Regions from separate parts of the Mus musculus genome. Here region 1 is linked to region 2. The links are chromatin contacts, called in public HiChIP or PLAC-seq maps. All regions are on one chromosome and are shown on one strand. Each heading gives the region's core, a stretch centred on a gene start, on an enhancer-like site or on the middle of the called end of the contact. The rest is flanking DNA. Distances are from core to core; before and after follow the strand shown.

Region 1 (5,378 bases), core at 825-3,324, 360 kb before region 2:
TTAACAAATATAATTCTACCTTAAAGGTGTGTTTTAAAGCTTCGCTGTTCTTAATTTTAATTATTAGTTGGGGCACATGCCCTCAGTGCTTAGAAGCATTGGATCCCCAGGGAGCTGGACTTACAGCCAACGAGCATGGACTCAGACTCCCCAGCCCCAACATAAAACCCAAGAATGGCAGTGTAACCTGTAACTCAGTACTAGGGAGGGATCCAGGGATCTTGGTGGTCAAAATCTAGCTAAACTAGTGAGCTTCAGATTCTGTCCCCCAAATCATAAGGTGGGGGCTGGAGAAAGGGCTCACTGGTTAAGAGTTCTTGCTGCTCTCCCAGAGAACCTGAGTTCTGTTCACAGAACCCACCTAACATTGGGTGGTTCCAGCTCCCAGGAGATCTGTCCAGGAGATCTGACATCTCTGACCTCTAGAGGCACCTTCATTCTCATTTATACTTACTCACACATATAAATATGATTAACATTAAAATAAATCTTTTTTAAAAATAGATTAAAGTGAAAAATGTCAGATAACATTTAACATTGACCTTTAGCCTCCACAGGGGCAAGAACTGGCACTCCGGTGTGCACACACACCCACACCCTCAAACACACACCCTCATAACACATATACACAAAGAACTAATGAAAATATAAAAAATAAAAGCCAAGAAAAGCCTGGCATAGTGGTATACAACTATAATCCTAGTACTCATGAGGTAGGAGGGCAAAAGTTTATGGCAATACAAGGACACTCTGTCTCAAACAAACAAACAAACAAACAGTATGTAAGTAAGTAAATCAATCGATCAAGCAAGCAAGTAAGCAGCTGGGCCTGGTGGTGCAGGCGTCTTTAATCTCAGCACTAAGGAGACAGAGACAGGCAGATCTCTGAATTCAAGTATGCCTGATCTACATAGTGAATTCCAAGAACAGCCAAGCCCATGTATAAAGACTGCCTCTAATTTTAATAGGTATAGTAATAATAACAATTTTTAAAGCCAGCAGTAGTGGCATACATCTTCAATACCATCAATTGGGAGGCAGAGCCATTTGGATCTCTGTGAGTTCAAGGCCAGCCTGTTCGACATAATGAGTTCCAGGATCATCAGGGCTACACAGTGAGACCCTGTCTCAAAATTAAATAAATCATTACGTCAATAAAAAATGGCAAATAAAAAGGTTCTGTTATTTTCTAATTATATCACCTTTAAAAAACATAAGATATAGTCAGGCTTGGTGGTGCATGCTATAATCCAAGCACTTGAGAGGCAATGGAAGGACAGTCATGAGTTCAAGGCCAGTTTAGGCTACACTAAGGAATCCTATTTCAAGAATAAAATAGAAAGAAAACGGAGTGAGGATGGGTAAACACATGACGACAACAATGATGATAACGATGATGACAAACTTGTGAAATAGCACATCAAAACTCAAGGAAATCATGGAACTTTATGGTTCAAGTCTTCTCATGCATTTGTTTGACACTGCCTTTGTTCTATTAAAAGGGGGGTAGGAGAGCACCTCATTTCCCTGGATTGTATTTCAGGGTACAACAACTGTCTTGGTCTATAAAAGAGTATTCTTTGAAGGCCAGTCTTCAGAATTATCAGGCTACACAATTCCCTGTTCTGCCTCTCAGTCTCTGATTTACAAGTATGGCTGCTCTATCCAGCCAGCTTCACTCTGTGATAGCACATGGTTGTATCTACGGAGCCTACAATGACCTGGGTAGAGAGGCTCAATGAAGGCCTAGATCAGGTCTCTGTGCATGTCTCTGGGGGAAACATTCTTGATTATTACTTGATACAGGAAGACACAGGCCACCGTGGGTAGCACAATTCCTTGGTTAGGGCCCTGGACTGTGTAAGAATAGAGAAATCAGGTTGAGCACTAGACATGTGTGCATTCATTTGCTCTCTGATCTTGGCTGTAGATGTAACAAGACCTGAGACTTCGGGTTCCCGTCATGCTGACTTCCTCTGAATAATAGAGTGAAACTGGGAATTATAGGCTGAGTAACACTCACCCCCACCAAGTTGGGTTTTTTCAGGTATTTTTGTCACCACACCAGAATTATATAACAGAAACTGATACGAGGAAGTAGGGTCAGTCCTGTGACAACCCTGACCATGTGGCTCTTTGGACTATTATGTGAAAGAGCTTGGAACTTAGAGTTGAAAAAGTCATTGGGTGCTGTGGTCATCGTTTACTGGGCTGTTCCTGTGAGAACATGGAAAATAAAAACACATAGAGAAATGCAGACAGTAGAAGCCTGGTTCATTAGGAATGAGAACAGTGCCAAAAGCTGCAATCAGAGCTATTCATTCATTCATTCATTCAATATTTTGGCAAAGTATCTGTGTATGCTGATCATGCTTGGGCTGAAGAAGCAGCTGGGACTGTCAAAGAACTTAGCCCGGGCTGTTTACCTAACCACACTGTCCAGGTCTTCAGGCTGCCCCACTGGACCATAGCTTCCCTGCTGTTCTCCCTGTCTCCAAATACATCTAACCCTTTACCTTATCACAGGTTCAAACCCACAATTTAAGTATGAGCAGCAAGCAATTCCTCATCAAATCCTTCCAAGGACCCAGTGTTTTCTGCTTACCAAGTCTACTTCACATGACTGCCTGGATCTTAGGTTCCTGCTGCCACTATAAGCCCCAGTATCAGGACATTCACCAAGTGAGACAAAAAGAGGAGGAGCTTTCAAGCACTATGTCACCACAGTAAGACAAACATGAGTGGCTGCTGGCTCTCTCCATCCCTGTTGGTATCTCCTCCTCTTCCAGGTCAATTTCTAAATAACCGTATAACAAAGGCTAATCGACAGCACTGGAAGTCCGGGGGGAATGTGATTAAATGTACACTCATCAAGAGCACAATACCACATAAACCACTTCCGTAATATGACAGTCAGGTAAGAAAAAATAAAATTAAGCCAAATTTCAGGAAATGGACTATTTTAAATAACCAAATTTCCTTGTTAAGCTACCTGGGAATCAATGATTATTAAACATGTCAAGCTATATTAGTTTACTTTTTCAAAGTTTCTAAAATTAGAATGTATCAGGCAGTTTCCTCAGTGCTGGTTCTCAAGAGTGCCACCACAGCCTTGAGTTCACTGCGTACAGTGAAGAGCAGAGATGAAGGCTGTTTTCCTGGATACTGTCATGGCTTCAAATACACCTCCCACAAACTGTGGTAAGTCAGTATTCATTAAAGTAACCCAGCATCTCTTGAGATTTTAGATAACCCTAATGAGGTTCATTCCAAAGAACTGGCTTTGCTCAGATAACCTCCCCTTGCTTATCACGGATCAGAGGTGGGGGCTTTCTGTCTGAGTAAGCCCATGTAGGATGGTGGTGGGGGAAGAAGGGGACACATTCTGAGAAAACAGGCATTAAATGGAGAGACAACACATGACCCATGAAATGACTTTTAATTTCCTCAGCTGTAAAGGAGAGGGAAATCAGCTGTGAGGATGAAGAGAACTTCCTTCCACGGTAAGTTGAGTACCTGAGGGCAAAGGGACTGAAAAGACATAGTCCAGGAAGTAAACCATCCAAAAAGTAAAGTAGAAGCCCGAAGAGGGCAGCACCACTTCCGGAGCGGAGTGGAAGCCTGGCGCCAACCTCACTAACGTCTAACTCAACTGTTATATAATCCCATTCTTAAAACTGTTTGTAGTTCCCCTTACACATTCTAAAGACCTTGTATTTTATATGCTGACATTTCACCAAACCCGCAAATGTTTTCTTCATAACCTTTCTCTATCCATGAAAAAGAAAAACAATACAAAGTAGTGAGTTTACCCTTGTGAGGTTCTCTCTGCAAACCAAAAAATTCATCACATTTTAGTTTATGTTTTCATTTTTGCATTTCATAAGCTACCTTTGCCAAATGTGGCAAAGCCAGTGCTGAACGGTTTTTAATTGTTCGCTTGTTTTTTGTTTTGTTCTGTTTCTGTCTGTATAGGCCTGTTGTCCCAGTGAAGCCCTCCTTTGTAGAGCAGGTCCTAATGTTCAGTCTAAGAATGCCTGCCTGGAATAAATACAATTCCTTTAACAAGTAACTACTTTAAGTGGAAAGACCTAATCACCATACAAAACAGCTTAGCGATTAACAGAGTGGGTTAATATTAAGAACTCTGCAACTGTCCAGAGTCCAAACATACCCTCTTCCTTTGTGCTCACAGCCTCGAGCCTTAGCCTGATTCACCGAAGGATTTCTACCAGCAAATGTCAACTGAGGGGAAGCCCTGAATTCCTACACAAACACAGCCACCTTCTGTTTTCCAGATGGATACTATGACAACAAAGTAAACAAACATATAATAAGCTGTGCTATTTGATAAGCTGAGGGGTCAATGGCAAGTTCTGGCTGTGGAGCAGGCCCTGGCACTCATAAATACAGGCTCGGTGGAGGGAAACGAAGCTACAGAATCATAACTATCTCCAGCTACCTATCCTGAGTGTCTCCTCTGTCTCCTTCCTAACAGTTTGGATATCTGAGGTTCAGGAATACTAAGACAGCAGTTAAGTATTTGTCTCTACACCATGTTCTCTGACACAGCATCAGAACTTTATTTCTGGTTCCAACATCAACAATGATGAATTTATGTCCTAGTGTGTCAACACTAGGAAAGGATCTTTGTTAAATGGGCAGGACTCGTAAATCCGAAATTAATGCTTAATAAATCAAGAATACTGATGAAATCAACCCAACTCAAAACAATGTTCCTTATTAAACTAGTGGGAGGAACGGATCTCCCAAGGAAAGGGAAACAATATATAAGTAGATGAAACAGGAGGAGACTGGGACAGGAGGATTAAATGTTAAATGAGGAGGAGAAGGGAAGAGGGTAAGGAAGTACGGGGAGAAATTGCTAACACTAAGAGCCATGTGAGGGGTCTTACAGAAACCTACTACAGTAGAAGCTCCTTAAAATAGAAACATCTATGAAGGAAATCCCAATGCAATCCTCAAATTATGAGGAAGACAGAGCCCCAACCAGGTAGCTCTCACACCAAGTGGAACCTCCAGTGACAGGAATGGGTTACATCACATTGAGATATTGGGGTAAAGAGGTCCATGGAATATCCCAAACCATTCAGGCTATTGCCAAGGCTACTAGTTGCTCTCCACAAACTGATGGTAAGGCCCTATTGCTGTAGAGAACACCTAAGTATCTAACTGAGCACAGAGAAGACAGTCTGGAGCCTAACTAAAGCCTTCACTCTCACTAACTGGTATTTATGGTACAGGAGGTACTCGGTATGCTACCACAGGAGAGAGGCAAACACCAAACCCTCTGATCTACGGTGCTGTCCTGTCTGCATGGTACACTGGTGCAACACTGACACAAAAATTCTAACAGT
Region 2 (6,116 bases), core at 3,442-5,941:
TCCCTCCCTCTCTCCCTCCCTCCCCCTCTCTCTCTCTCTCTCTCTCCCTCTCTCTCTCTCTCTCTCTCTCTCTCTCTCTCTCTCTCTCTCACACACACACACACACACACACACACACACTGATGGACCGTGATGCACAGGAAGGCTACAGTTGCAGAAGCCAGGCATTAGAGCAGACTCCCTGCCCACTGCCATCATCCCTGCAGCCCTCTCCTTCCTTGTTCCACAGCCTGGGCAAGTTCGAGCTCTGGGTTCCTCCTGGGAGGTGTGTCCCATCTCTCTTCCTCCAGCCTCAGGTGCAATGGCTTTTGAACCATATCAGTCTGGCATAGAACACAAATCAAGACACCCACCCACCACTTGCAGCAAGCATTTGTGAACTTGGTGGAGTTACTGAAAAGCTGATGATAATGGAAATGATTTCAGAGTGCATAGCTTGGCCCTTTCTCCCTTCCAGACCTTTCCCTCTTTCGAAACCTCTTTTTGTGCACGGATGTCCTTCTCCACACCATGTCAGAATGTGACAAAACATGTGCATGTGCACATGTGCATGCCTGCATGCAGCCTTGATTTCTTGGGAATACACTCACTGGGTTCTCAGCTTACGCTTGGTCACCTTTCACACATACGCTACTCCCAGAGCAACTGGGCTGTGACTTCTTTAAGGAATACTTCTGGAAACCTGGCTCGGCTTCTGAGACTGGCTGTCCTTGGTAGAAAAGTGATCCCACATTCTCACTTGGCCAAGTGCAAAGAGATAAGATCCAGCACATTACAATTAGGCTTTTATCTGAACAGAAAGTGGTTTGCTGGTCTGCAGCTCCTACCCAGAGGTGGCTGGGATTCCACTGTTGGGTATTCAGGGGAAAGCTTCCTCAGGGTGAGCTCTGGCAGTCAGCTAGTTCATATTCTTTAAGGAAGTTTGAGGTGATACAACCAACAAGCACCCCAACTTCTAAAGGCAAAAGCTAAGCTGTTTACTTCAGGACCTTCATGTTAGGGATGGGAGCACACTGGGAAGGAAGCCCATGGAGATCAGAGTGCAAGGGGCCTCTCAGACTCTGGGATTTTCTTACCCTATTGTGTATGCCACTCCCTAGATCTTAGGGTGTCACATCTGCTTTGAGTGACTTTCCCCCTTCTTCTTCTTCTTCTTCTTCTTTTTTAACCTAATAGGAAAGAGGAACTAAAAGGTTATAGGTTCGATGTTCCAAACTGACTTGTTGATCATGAGCTATGCTGAAGTGGAAAACGGGGTAGTCCAGGAATTAGGGGAAAGGGGAGCAGGGAAGGGGGAGGCAGGGGAAGAAGAGGTAGGAAAGAGAGAGGGAAGGAAGAAGAGAATGGGGAGAAAGGAAGTGAAGGAGGAAGGTAGAGAGGGAGAAAGTGCAGGAGAGGGGAAAGTGGAAGGAAGAAAGAGAAAGGGGAAGCGAAGGATAAGGTGGAAAGAAAGGGAAGGGAAGGGAAGGAAGTAAAAACACCAGGATGGAGGAACTGAAAGTTGACCGACCTCAGAGAGCTGGGCTGACATCGGAGGTCAGCAGGGGCTTGCATACTCTACTCAGTCCACCTGGGCAGAGCCACAAGCTGGTTCTTGTGTGTCCCCTTAAGTAAAGCACTCCTAAATGTGCTTGCTCAGCCATAGAGGTCAGCCCTGAAGCTGTTCATCCCAGTGCTCACCTCTAGCTTGACTCAGGAGCTGCAGGCTTTTGAAGCTCTGAAATGCTCCTCCCACGCGCCTGGACAGCCACAGCTACAAGCTTTCCCTGCAGAGAAACCCTGGAGGGTCTGGGACTTGGAGCATTCTACAAGAACTTCGGCAGGGTAAACAGGAACACGGGCCATATGCTCTTCTCCGTGGCACCCAAGAAAGTGTTCTAATTAATTGTAAATTCGAGCAGTTGTGCTGGAAATCAACACGCCCACTCCCCAAAGCCCAGGAACAGAGCGTTATTTCCCCCAAGGAGCAAAGCAAAGAAAGTTTACACCACAGCGGCTGCTTTGGTGATTTGGAGCGTGCTTTATAAGGGGCTTTCAAATCTGCCATCATCCTTTCCATTTGGCCTCCGGTGGCAGTAGCTGACGCCCAGAGGAAAGACTATTTTCACAGACTGCGCAGCTGCAGCTGCAGCTGCAGCTGGCAGCAGGATCGGATTACAGATGTGACTGTCAGGCACCTGGCCATCCTGAAGATTATCTAGCCCCATCCGGGTTTCTCCTTGGCATCTTCACATTCACAGTTTATTGGCTGAAAGAAAGACATGGAGAACTTGGCTCTATTTTATCCTAATTCAAACACTTCGTTAGATGAACAATAGAATAGAACAATGCTCTTCTTCTGGTCCTGTGAATTTGGGGAGAGTGTCTGCTTTGTGGACCTGGCTAACTCAACTAGAGGAATTTGCACTCCTACAATTCAATGATTAGTTTAAAAACCACATTGACGTGAAAGTTGCTGTTATAGTGAGTGAGGGTTATTTACATTAGACTTTCCAGGCTTTTATAGTTTGAGAACACAGACCTATTTCACTTTATCTGTCGTCAGAACTCTCATTTATAGCAAGAAAATTGGGATGTCCAGGAAGCCATGTTTTCTCTCATTCTGTTGTGTTTTTAAAACATCTCAAGTAGCAATGTCCCTCCTCCGAGTTGTGGCTTTCCTGTATTCCAAACTGTCCTGATGTTCATACTCACTAGCTAATAGAAGTGTGGATTTTAATGCAGTAGCAGCTTTTGTCAGTCAACATATTATAAACCTGGTAACACATATTTCTCAATGGCTTGATTTCCTGAAAAGACTATAGTTCAAAATGAACTATAGTTCATTTTGCTTGCAGTCAGACATATCCACATGGGAAAGTTCACCGAGAGATGCCATGCAAATCTTCATTTAAAAAAAATCATAAAAATCAGAGGACTGTTAAACACTTTTAAAATTCTAGATAATTCAATAGAGCCAAATACATTAAACATTTAGAAGAAAAAAAAGTTGAAGATAAATAGTGCTGAGATAATCACATCCGTCCTTGTTTTCCAGGTTTCCCACATCAAAACTCCCAAGCAAATGGATGAATTCATTGAGATACAGAGCTCAACCGGAACTTGGTACCAGCGCTGGCTGGTCAGGTTCATGACCATTTTCAAACAGGTATGATCTGTGAGCACACTTTTGCAGCAAAGGCTGTTTCCACAGGAGTCTATTATTTCAGTGGGTGAAGAATAAAGACCACACAGCATCCTTAAACTAATGTGGCATGATGGAGAGGGAGCAACCCCCAGGAAGGTGTCTGCTCTAGGCAAGGCCCCCTCCAAGCTTGCCCTGTATCTAGAGACGAGAGTGTTTTAAACCATAGTGTCTTCTCCTGCTGCTCTTTCTTAGCACCAGGGGTTTGATAGTCTAAGTAAGCACCCTTCTCTCCACACCTTTCTCTTCAGCAACTTCTCTTTAAGTAATTCATAGCAAGGAAGATAGGATAAATATAAATGACTCCAGGGTTTTAAGTGACTTTGGGAAGGAACACACTGATTCCATTTCTGCAGGAGTGTTTCAAGCTGGCTGTTGAGCACTGAGGTACCCAGCTAGCTTCTCCTGAGACTTGAAGGGTTCATGCTTTGTGGTCAATAAATTTTCGAAGTGTTGCCCTGAATGCAGGGTAGGGAGTGCAGAACTGACTACTGTAGGTTACTGAATGCCTCGGAATTCCAACTTGGTGTGCTTTTGGTCACATTTACCAAAGTACCCTGTCCCTAGGGAAATGCTACGTGGGTGTTGATGTGCAAAGGTGGCCAGAAGGAAGGGATGAACATTCCTTGTTATAAAGACAGGGCTCCTTCCTCTGGAGGAGGATGGGCCACCCCCTTCTTCTGTGATGTCCTAGACAACTTATTAAAACATCTGAGAAATGTGTTCTCTCTGTCACCTGTCCCTCCTGTTAACTCTTTTTCACTGGTGTATATCTTAGGTCTGGGATAACGCCTTGTACTGTGTGATGGGGCCCTACAGAATGAACACCCTGATTCTGGCTGTGGTCTGGTTCACCATGGCCTTAAGGTGAGTTCTATCTCACACTGGTCCCTGGTTTATAATTTGGTCTGGTGCACAGTTTGTCTCAGAGTGGATGCTTTGGGCCACAGTAACAAGCAACTCAATCTAGTCATGTCTCAGAACAGAAACCTCCTCTCCCAACCAGAGTCCCTTAGAGCAGCCGGGAGGGAGGAGTTCTAGCCTCAGGCTAGTCTTATTGCTGCGCTTGCAGAATGCCTACAGGCTTCCTGTGGACAAAACCTTTGCCTTCTTCGTCTACTCTGAGGCATAGCAGACAAATAGAAAATAAGCATGCTGATGGTGTACAACGTAGTCTTCAAGTATACATAAGTTTTGTGGAATAATCATAATGGTGCCGTTCATCACCCCCCCCCCCTCCTCTTCTAACATCAAAGATCTCCTGTGTAGGAGAGTTCAGGTAAGCGCTGACCGTGAACTTGCTGATTGTGAACTGCTTTCTACCATTAGTTGTAATTGTTAATTACTGAGCTTCTGGCTTTTTCTTTTTAAACCAATGGGACCTTTCTCAGAAGCTCTGGAGCCAATATTGCCTTTTGTTCCAGCAGCCAGATGGCAGTCTTCTTTCCTGTTACTGGCTAAGGAAGTGAGATTGGCCTGTGGGTTTTGACTCATTTGGATTTAGCCTGAAGCTGAACATGCCTGTACTTTCCTGAAGGTTGAGGTGTGGATAAAGTTTCAGCTTTTATCATACTTTGTCCAGCAATAAGGAAACAAAACAAAACAAAAAAAGAAAAAACAAGGAGCTAGATCTGGTTCTGCCGGTAAACCTCAGGCGGGCACCCCAGGCTCTTCTTAGCTTCACCTTGCTTCCTGGCTGTGTTATGCAGGATGTGTAAAGCTTTCAGAGGCAGCTCAAAGAGCATCTGGAGTGATCAATTAGGAAGACTGTAAACTTAGATCTGTGAAAGTGCCTTGTTCTATAGCCCATGGGGAGGGAACCTCAGAAGTCAGCTCAGGACACCCTAAAACCAAGTTCCCAGCACAAAGGGGATTTATTGGTCCCAGAGAGACAGAGGGCAGGGACAAGGGAGGAGGTAAAAGAAGAGGGAGAGGGGGAGGGGATCAAGGGGAGGGAAGGTGTGAGGGAGAGGAGGGAAGGGGTATTTGTTCAGTTGGGGTGGACAGGACAAAGGACTGTCTCTGGATAGAGAGAGGACAGAAGTAGCCCATAGGTAAGTGGCAATTTATAACGGTAAAGAGGGAAAACCCATGTTAGGATGAGGTGTCTGATTTAATTGGGCATGTTCATTACATGAGCCAAAGGGGGCTTTTAATTGCTGGATTTGGTAGCTGGACCTTGGTAGTCAACCTCAGAAGGAGGAAGAGGCTAAATAAAGGATTAGACCTTGAGGGCTAGCTGTAGGAATGTAATCTAACAGTTTTTAGAAAGGCCAAGGGAATGGGGAGAGGGCTTGGCCTGCCAGAGACTTGTTTGCCAGGCTTGAGCTAGCCATGGTCCCTTCACTATGACCCCAAACAACTCCTTCACCCCTGAAAACCAATGAAGCTCTAGTGATCTCTGTGATAGGTGCATGAATATAGGTAAATCAATGTGATCCTGGGTGCAAGGGATGAGAATTAGCTCTTCCAGACCCAAACAGGCTGATTATAGAGGAAGCCTATAGAGGGATTATTCAATTCCAACACTTTGGAAGTCAAAGACACTGAGCACTAATATTCAAATCATCAAATGCTTAAAAAGTGAGCTTTATTTATATTTCTTTATGTTGAGTTTAATTTCGTTTAATAGGTAATATATTCCAAATGTAAGAACACCAGGGAAATCTTACCTCTGCTCCCTCCTGTCTTCCACCCATTCCCTTCTGCCTCCAGCATGCATCTTTTAGTTCCTGTTTTTTCCTGTTCTCTGTCTCTGTCTCTCTGTCTCTCTCTGTCTCTATTTCTCTCTCACACACAAAAATGTAAGCAAGTATATATTTGTATATTTATATATTTGTGTATATATATATATATATACATATATATATAGTTTCCCAAAGTCTGTGTATATATGCAGGTATTTCCCAAGATTTGTAAATATGTGTAGCTG

Evidence for each region. HiChIP or PLAC-seq counts read pairs in DNA pulled down with a chosen protein or histone mark.
Region 1: an H3K27ac HiChIP or PLAC-seq map of bone marrow-derived dendritic cells shows a contact between it and region 2, with 5 times the contacts expected there. The contact joins two enhancer-like sites. A contact is called at or near these places in 3 of 484 Hi-C or Micro-C datasets (bone marrow-derived macrophages, pre-B cells and regulatory T cells) and 1 of 115 datasets of contacts at active chromatin or transcription factors (bone marrow-derived dendritic cells).

Annotation. Positions count from the first base shown.
Region 1 is chr7:75,497,702-75,503,079 of GRCm38.p6, reverse strand. All of the region lies in intron 1 of Akap13 (A kinase (PRKA) anchor protein 13), which reads right to left. Among named protein-coding and RNA genes, the nearest start is that of Akap13, 45 kb to the right of the region's middle. Within about 2 kb of position 2,074, at least 24 of the 459 cell types and tissues checked have an H3K27ac peak or open chromatin away from gene starts, as enhancers often do. A contact at or near this core is called in bone marrow-derived dendritic cells, where this site is marked.
Region 2 is chr7:75,138,011-75,144,126 of GRCm38.p6, reverse strand. Sv2b (synaptic vesicle glycoprotein 2 b) reads left to right here. Exons shown (of 13, transcript NM_153579.4): 7 at 3,038-3,148; 8 at 3,963-4,051. Among named protein-coding and RNA genes, the nearest start is that of 4930533N22Rik, 110 kb to the right of the region's middle. Within about 2 kb of position 4,691, at least 10 of the 459 cell types and tissues checked have an H3K27ac peak or open chromatin away from gene starts, as enhancers often do. A contact at or near this core is called in bone marrow-derived dendritic cells, where this site is marked.